2 separate regions of the Mus musculus genome follow, and region 2 is linked to region 1. A link is a contact called in public HiChIP or PLAC-seq data. All regions are on one chromosome and are shown on one strand. The core of a region is the stretch at or near the end of the contact, and the rest is flanking DNA. Distances in the headings are between cores, read along the strand shown. Region 1 has its middle 22 kb from the start of Gm19935. Region 2 overlaps Chd9 (chromodomain helicase DNA binding protein 9).

The links. HiChIP or PLAC-seq counts read pairs in DNA pulled down with a chosen protein or histone mark.
Region 2: a contact with region 1 is called in an H3K27ac HiChIP or PLAC-seq map of microglia, with 5 times the contacts expected there. The contact joins two enhancer-like sites. A contact is called at or near these places in 4 of 115 datasets of contacts at active chromatin or transcription factors (bone marrow-derived macrophages, embryonic stem cells and microglia) and 3 of 9 other capture datasets (adipose tissue, liver and pancreatic islet).

What each region holds. Positions count from the first base shown.
Region 1 is chr8:90,794,238-90,797,031 of GRCm38.p6, reverse strand. No RefSeq gene overlaps it. Among named protein-coding and RNA genes, the nearest start is that of Gm19935, 22 kb to the left of the region's middle. Within about 2 kb of position 1,486, at least 177 of the 459 cell types and tissues checked have an H3K27ac peak or open chromatin away from gene starts, as enhancers often do. A contact at or near this core is called in adipose tissue, bone marrow-derived macrophages and microglia, where this site is marked.
Region 2 is chr8:90,975,689-90,978,696 of GRCm38.p6, reverse strand. It overlaps Chd9 (chromodomain helicase DNA binding protein 9), which reads right to left. Exons shown (of 40, transcript NM_177224.2): 6 at 1,630-1,776; 7 at 1,149-1,217; 8 at 1,014-1,069. Among named protein-coding and RNA genes, the nearest start is that of Gm39221, 82 kb to the left of the region's middle. Within about 2 kb of position 1,381, at least 94 of the 459 cell types and tissues checked have an H3K27ac peak or open chromatin away from gene starts, as enhancers often do. A contact at or near this core is called in adipose tissue, bone marrow-derived macrophages and microglia, where this site is marked.

The sequences.
Region 1 (2,794 bases), core at 237-2,736:
ACCACAGGTGGCTTTCCAACCTTTTAAAATCCTGATATCAAACAGCACTTAAATTTCTGTATTCTTTAGGAGGCAGTGTTCCAAGGAAATCACTCTGGGAAAGACTGGCTAGATGGTTTCTATTGATTCCTCTTTGCCTTTCTGGCTCTTTGACTTTGCTGCTCAGGGACTCCAAGAACTTTCTCTTCTTCAGTTACTCACAGTACTTTATTTCCTTCCTGTCTTTTTTAGTTTTAGACAGTCTTCCTCCGTACAGCAGGCTAGCCTGGAACTTACTCTCCTTCTGTTGTCACTTCCAAAGTGCTGAGATGAAGCCCACTGTCCTTTCTGTCTCAAAGCCCTTTTGTGTTAAGGTCTGTGACTTACAGGGAGAAATATTTCCTGTGGTTCATGGATGAGACAACAGGACAGTGGGTTTCCTTTCTTCAGACCTGAACAGTTTTACTGTCATGTCCCAGGTGAATGTGGTTTCTAGGTTCCAGTTGTTTTGTTTTGTTTGTTTTTTTAACTTTCAGAAAAAGTTTACTTTGTCAAGGTCAGAAAAGCAGGTCAGAAATGGAATCTTCTGCCAAGCTTGGTGTTCTGTAATCCTACCACTTGGAAAGACTTAAGGCAGGAGGATTATAAACTTGAGGCCAGGAAGGCAAGAGAAACATACAAACTCCCCAGAGACACAAACTCTTTAAGTCAAGAGGAACATTGTGGTTTTTGTGCCTCCTGTGTGGTCAGCTCTGAGAATGAACTGGCTAAATCCTTGTTGGATTTTCAACTGGCAGAAGTAAGGCAGGGTCCTACCCAGAGACCAGAGGACGAGCTCCAGTCTAACTTCTCGAAGGAGAAAAGCTTAAATCTGTGCCTGATAATTACGAAGGGCTGAAAATGTGTGTATCCATGTGAGGATGCGTGTGTTTTTGAAACAAGGTCTCTAGCTCAAGCTTCCTTATATATCCAAGGATGAACTTGAGCTAGGTTTCCCTGCCTCCATCTCTCCTAAGCACGGTATTCCAGGCACCTGCCGTCACGCCTGGATTATTTACTGCACAAATGAGTACAGTGACCTGGCTCTTGTAGCCCATTATCCTGAATTTGTTCATAACCACCCTGGTACTTTTCTTATTTTCCACCCCTGAAATCTGCTCCTCTGTTCCCTGCCCCAGGAACTGACTCCAACACCCATCTGTTTATTCAAACAAGAATCTAAAAACATCCCTGACGCATCCCTCTCCTCTCTGAGCTGGCTGCTGTGTGCAAGCCAACAGGAAGCCAACACTCTCTACAATGTGACTCTTCTTTTTCTGCTACAGTCAGAGCGGCCATGACACCATCACCTCGCACCAGAATTGCGTTACTAATGGCTTTGACCTGCTCTCCTCTGATGCTATGGTCCAGTTTCAAACCCTCTTCCACCTGCCGGTAGTGGGGCTTTTTCAAAACAGAGATCTAATCTTGATCAAAGTACAACAAAACAGAAAACAGGCTCACTGCTCTTTGGCACCACCTAGGGGACAGAATGGAACAGAGGCAAGGGATGGTGGGGGTGGGGTGCGGTGGGGAGAAGGAAGTGTGGGCGGGGCTGGCCCTGCTTCCTCCAGGGGCAGGGTAAAAAGAGTGAAAGGCTGTAGGGTTTTTAGTTTCTTCCGGGCTGGACATATTTGTATACACAGCTCCCTGTCCTCCACGCAGGTCTTTGATGGCTGGGGTCTGAGGGTTTCCAGCACCCTGGGCGCTGTTTCAAAACTTCAACTATCTGGTGGAGAGTCAGGCAGGAGAATTTACCTTCTTGGAGGTAACATCTGCCTGCAGGTTTAGAGCAGATTTAGGAGCACAGAACAGTCACTAGAGGGAGGAAAAGGCAAGCGAACAATTCAGGCTTTCTTAGGTCTCCAGGAGGCTTCTCCTGGAGCCACACACTGGAATCACCCAGGGAGACCTTAAAAACCAGAGATGCTCATCCTAGCCCTAATGATCTTGCTGGCTGAGGTTTTGACTAGATGGTCCCAAGGGGCAGCCAGGGTTTACAACCGGAAGCAAAGAAGGAAGGAGAAAGGAAGAAGAGTGAGGAAGGGAAGACAGGAAGAAGGAGGGGGCTAGGAAGGGAGAGAGGAAAGGGAGAATGAACGGTTCATCTTAATAAAGACAAAGATTCACACGAAGACCACCGTGTAGTCCTCCCGTCTGTATTCCCACCATCCCAGGCTCCAGTGTTTGACATTCCAGCCACACAGCTCTATGTTCCCTTCTTCAAGCTCATCCTACTCTCCCTGGACACAGAAGTTTTGACTTGCTAACTCCCTGGCTTTTTGCCATCATAGCTCTGGTCCCTCACCCTTCATATTTTCACTCTCACTTTCCCAGGATGCCTTTCAGGACGCTCTAGGGCATCCCCTGTATCCTCTGCAGCACCATCAACTGCACTGAACATTTGACTAGAACTTTTACTCTTAGTCGTTCTAGCTAGGGCTTCATGAACATAAAAGCTACATTTTAACTTATTATTTATATATAATATGTTAATATAATAACATGTAATAAGTTTATAAAATATACTTAAAATGGAACACGCACACACACACACACACACACACACTTAAAATAGAACACACACACACACACACACACACACACACACACACACACACACACACACACACACACACACACACACACATACACACACACTAGGTTTTCCTTCTAAAGTCCAAGCTAGCCTAGAACTAGCTATATAGACCAAACTGGCCTTGAACTTGTGATTCTCCTGAAGAGGGCCTAGCTTGTGGGATTGGCATCTGGTACA
Region 2 (3,008 bases), core at 132-2,631, 180 kb before region 1:
AAGAAATTGTAGCTGAGGAGTCATGGTTTGTCTCCATGGTTTGATAAGCTGTCCGGAAGCTATTTCTACAACATGACTTATTTTTTATTATACTGATTTTTGTCACGATCAAAGTCATGTGCATTAAAACCCACACAATTTTTTTTGAAAGAGTTAGTCAATGTATGAAGAAAAGCTGGAACCTATACAAAAGGAATCCACTTCCTCACAACTGGTCACTCCACTGATTTAACCAAGGTAAAAATGGAAAACCTTAAAGTGAAGTCATCAATGAATACATCTGACACAGCAACCGAAAGATCAGTTGTTGTGTATAAACATAATAACACCTAAAGAGCTCAAAACAGAAAGGGGATAAGTACCTATAGTTTATAAAATCATATTTTATAATATTCTTGCATGTTCATATAATTTCAAATATTCAATCTTAACATGAGAGGTTTTCCTTCCTTCCTCCTTTTTTTCTTTCTTTCTATCTTTTTGTTTCTAGAAGCAGGGTTTCTCTGTGCAGCCCTGTCTGTTCCGGAACCAGCTCTATAGACCAGGCTGGCCTCAAACTCAGTGACCTGCCTGAATCTACCTTCCAAGTGCTGGGATTAAAAGTGTGTGCCACCGCTGCCTGGTGACAAAAGATTTCAAATACAACTTTTTTTTTTTACTTTTTAATGATTGAGTTCTTGAAATTATAAATAATACAAATTTTTATTAAAATGTAAATAAAATGAAAATGTATGGCTGGAGAGATGGCTCAGTGCTTAAGAGCACTGACTACTCTTCTGAAGGTCCTGAGTTCAAATCCCAACAATCACATGATAGCTCACAATCATCTGTAATGAGATCTGATGCCCTTTTCTGGGGTGTCTGAAGACAGCTACAGTGTACTCACATATAATAAGTAAATCTTTTTAAAAAGCAAGTATATTAATTGTAACTCAATATACTTACAAGTTAGATAATTTATATTTAACTAAACATCATAATGTTACACCATAATTTTTAATTTAAATACTTACTAATTTTTGTACTTTACAAAAAATTCTTCTATATCAAGCATAACTCCAGGTGATACCTAAAACATTAAAATGAACAACTGTGATTCAAGCAGGGCAGAAACTACACCATGTAAGGTATAATGTACCATGACTTACTTCCTTTTTTACAGTCCTACAAGCTAGTATTTTGTCTACAATTGCAGCATCTTCTTCACTTGGATTTTCCTAGGAGAAAGAGGGAAAAATCTATGATGGAATGAATATATTCTCAAAAGGTTGTCATTTAACAAACAAGAATGCATTCACATTGAGCACTATGTGAAATGTCAGGAACGAGAAACAAGTCTTATTCTCACTGCCCTGACATCATCTGCATGGCCACTACTAACCATGCTGCGCTCCTTCATTTCAAAACCTCTACTATCACCGCTTTTGCGGCCAACTGGAGCCTCGAGCTAATCAAGATAAACATTTGCCTGAGGTTTCAAATCAAACTGACAGTGGCTGAATGTTTGGCTCACAGTGCATAAGAGAAAAAGTAAAAGTAGAAATACAGACTCTGGTGCTGAGTTAGACAAGGAAGCCCAGGAAACAAGGGCTCTTGAGTTCCTGGTGGCTGGCTCGGGCTTAGTCTTACCACAAACAGCTGCAGAGGCTGCTCTCCAGGCGGAGGAGCCGAGTTCCTCTTAACTCTCAGACTGCCTTTCACTTCTTCTTCAGATTGCTTTCCTTCTGCATCTTCTGCATATTTTTTCCTCTTAATTTGTCGATTTGATCTTCTTTTCTGTAATGAATCACAAGGATCTGATTTATATAAATTATTTTAAAAATATTTAGCAGGGATTTAAAGAATGTTACCCTTTATGCTGGTGATGTCTTAGGACAAAAACCTTTGAAAGTATATCCCATTCTGGTCTCTCATGGTTTTCTGAGTAAGGCTGTAGCATGCTCGTGGCCGTGAGCTCACAATCCTCCCAAAGCTTCACTTGGCCCAGTTTCAAATATGAGAGCTGAGGGACACCTTTATTTATTTTTCTTTATAAATTAAGGCTAAAAAGATCTGCTTTTGTTTTGAACTAGTTCACAGCTTAGAAATGCAATATTCTATTAGTAATACCTTTATTGCTGGATGAGTTTTCTTTAGAAACAATTATGAAAATGAAGGGTTATTTTATTTAGCTATTGATTTACTCCCTAGGCAACACACATTTTAAACTATATACAGTTTCACACATTAGTCCCAAACCTAAAAGTTACATCAAATGGTTCCTGTTAGATAATTATTTGGGGATAAATGTGGAGGAAATTAAATGTTCTCTAAAGTATGTAAAAATGTTTAAGATAGAAATAATATGAAATCTTTTAGAATAACTACATAAAATGATTCCCTTTAATTAAATCTAGATGAAGTAATAAAGTGGTTCACTAGTACTAATAGTTTCCTTAATGTTAAAAAAAGCACAAAAACCATAAAACTAGAGCCTTTTAAAGGTATTATTTAGAGTAACAGGTCTTTTTAATAGTCTAACTTTAAATCAGAACCAAATGTACGTGGCTTTACATACCTCCCTAATCACAATTTTTCATGTTTTCACCCCCCCCAAAAAAAAAGAAAAAGAAAAGAAAAACCAAAGCTTAGGTTGGTTTCAGAATACATGAGCTCTTAAAGGTATTTGCACTTTCATTCAGGGCAGAAGGCTCTCTACTGAGTAATAGCAGTTACTGCATGAATCCAACTCTTGCTTTTCCTGTTCTATTTCCTGACATTCCCCAGAAGTGGTCTCAGAAAACAGCCCATATGTTCTACCTATGGCTCCTGCGGTATTACCTATGTGGGAGCTTTTTCCTTATATTCACAAACATAACAAACGCAGCTGTAACAGAACCAGCTGAAACTGTGTAGCAGTGAGGCACCGAGCTGTTACTGTACTAAGGCTGCAGTGGTTGTGCCTTTATGACTATGCTTCATTTGTTTTATGAGCTGAGCAATACTGCAAGAGAGAAAGGCAATATATG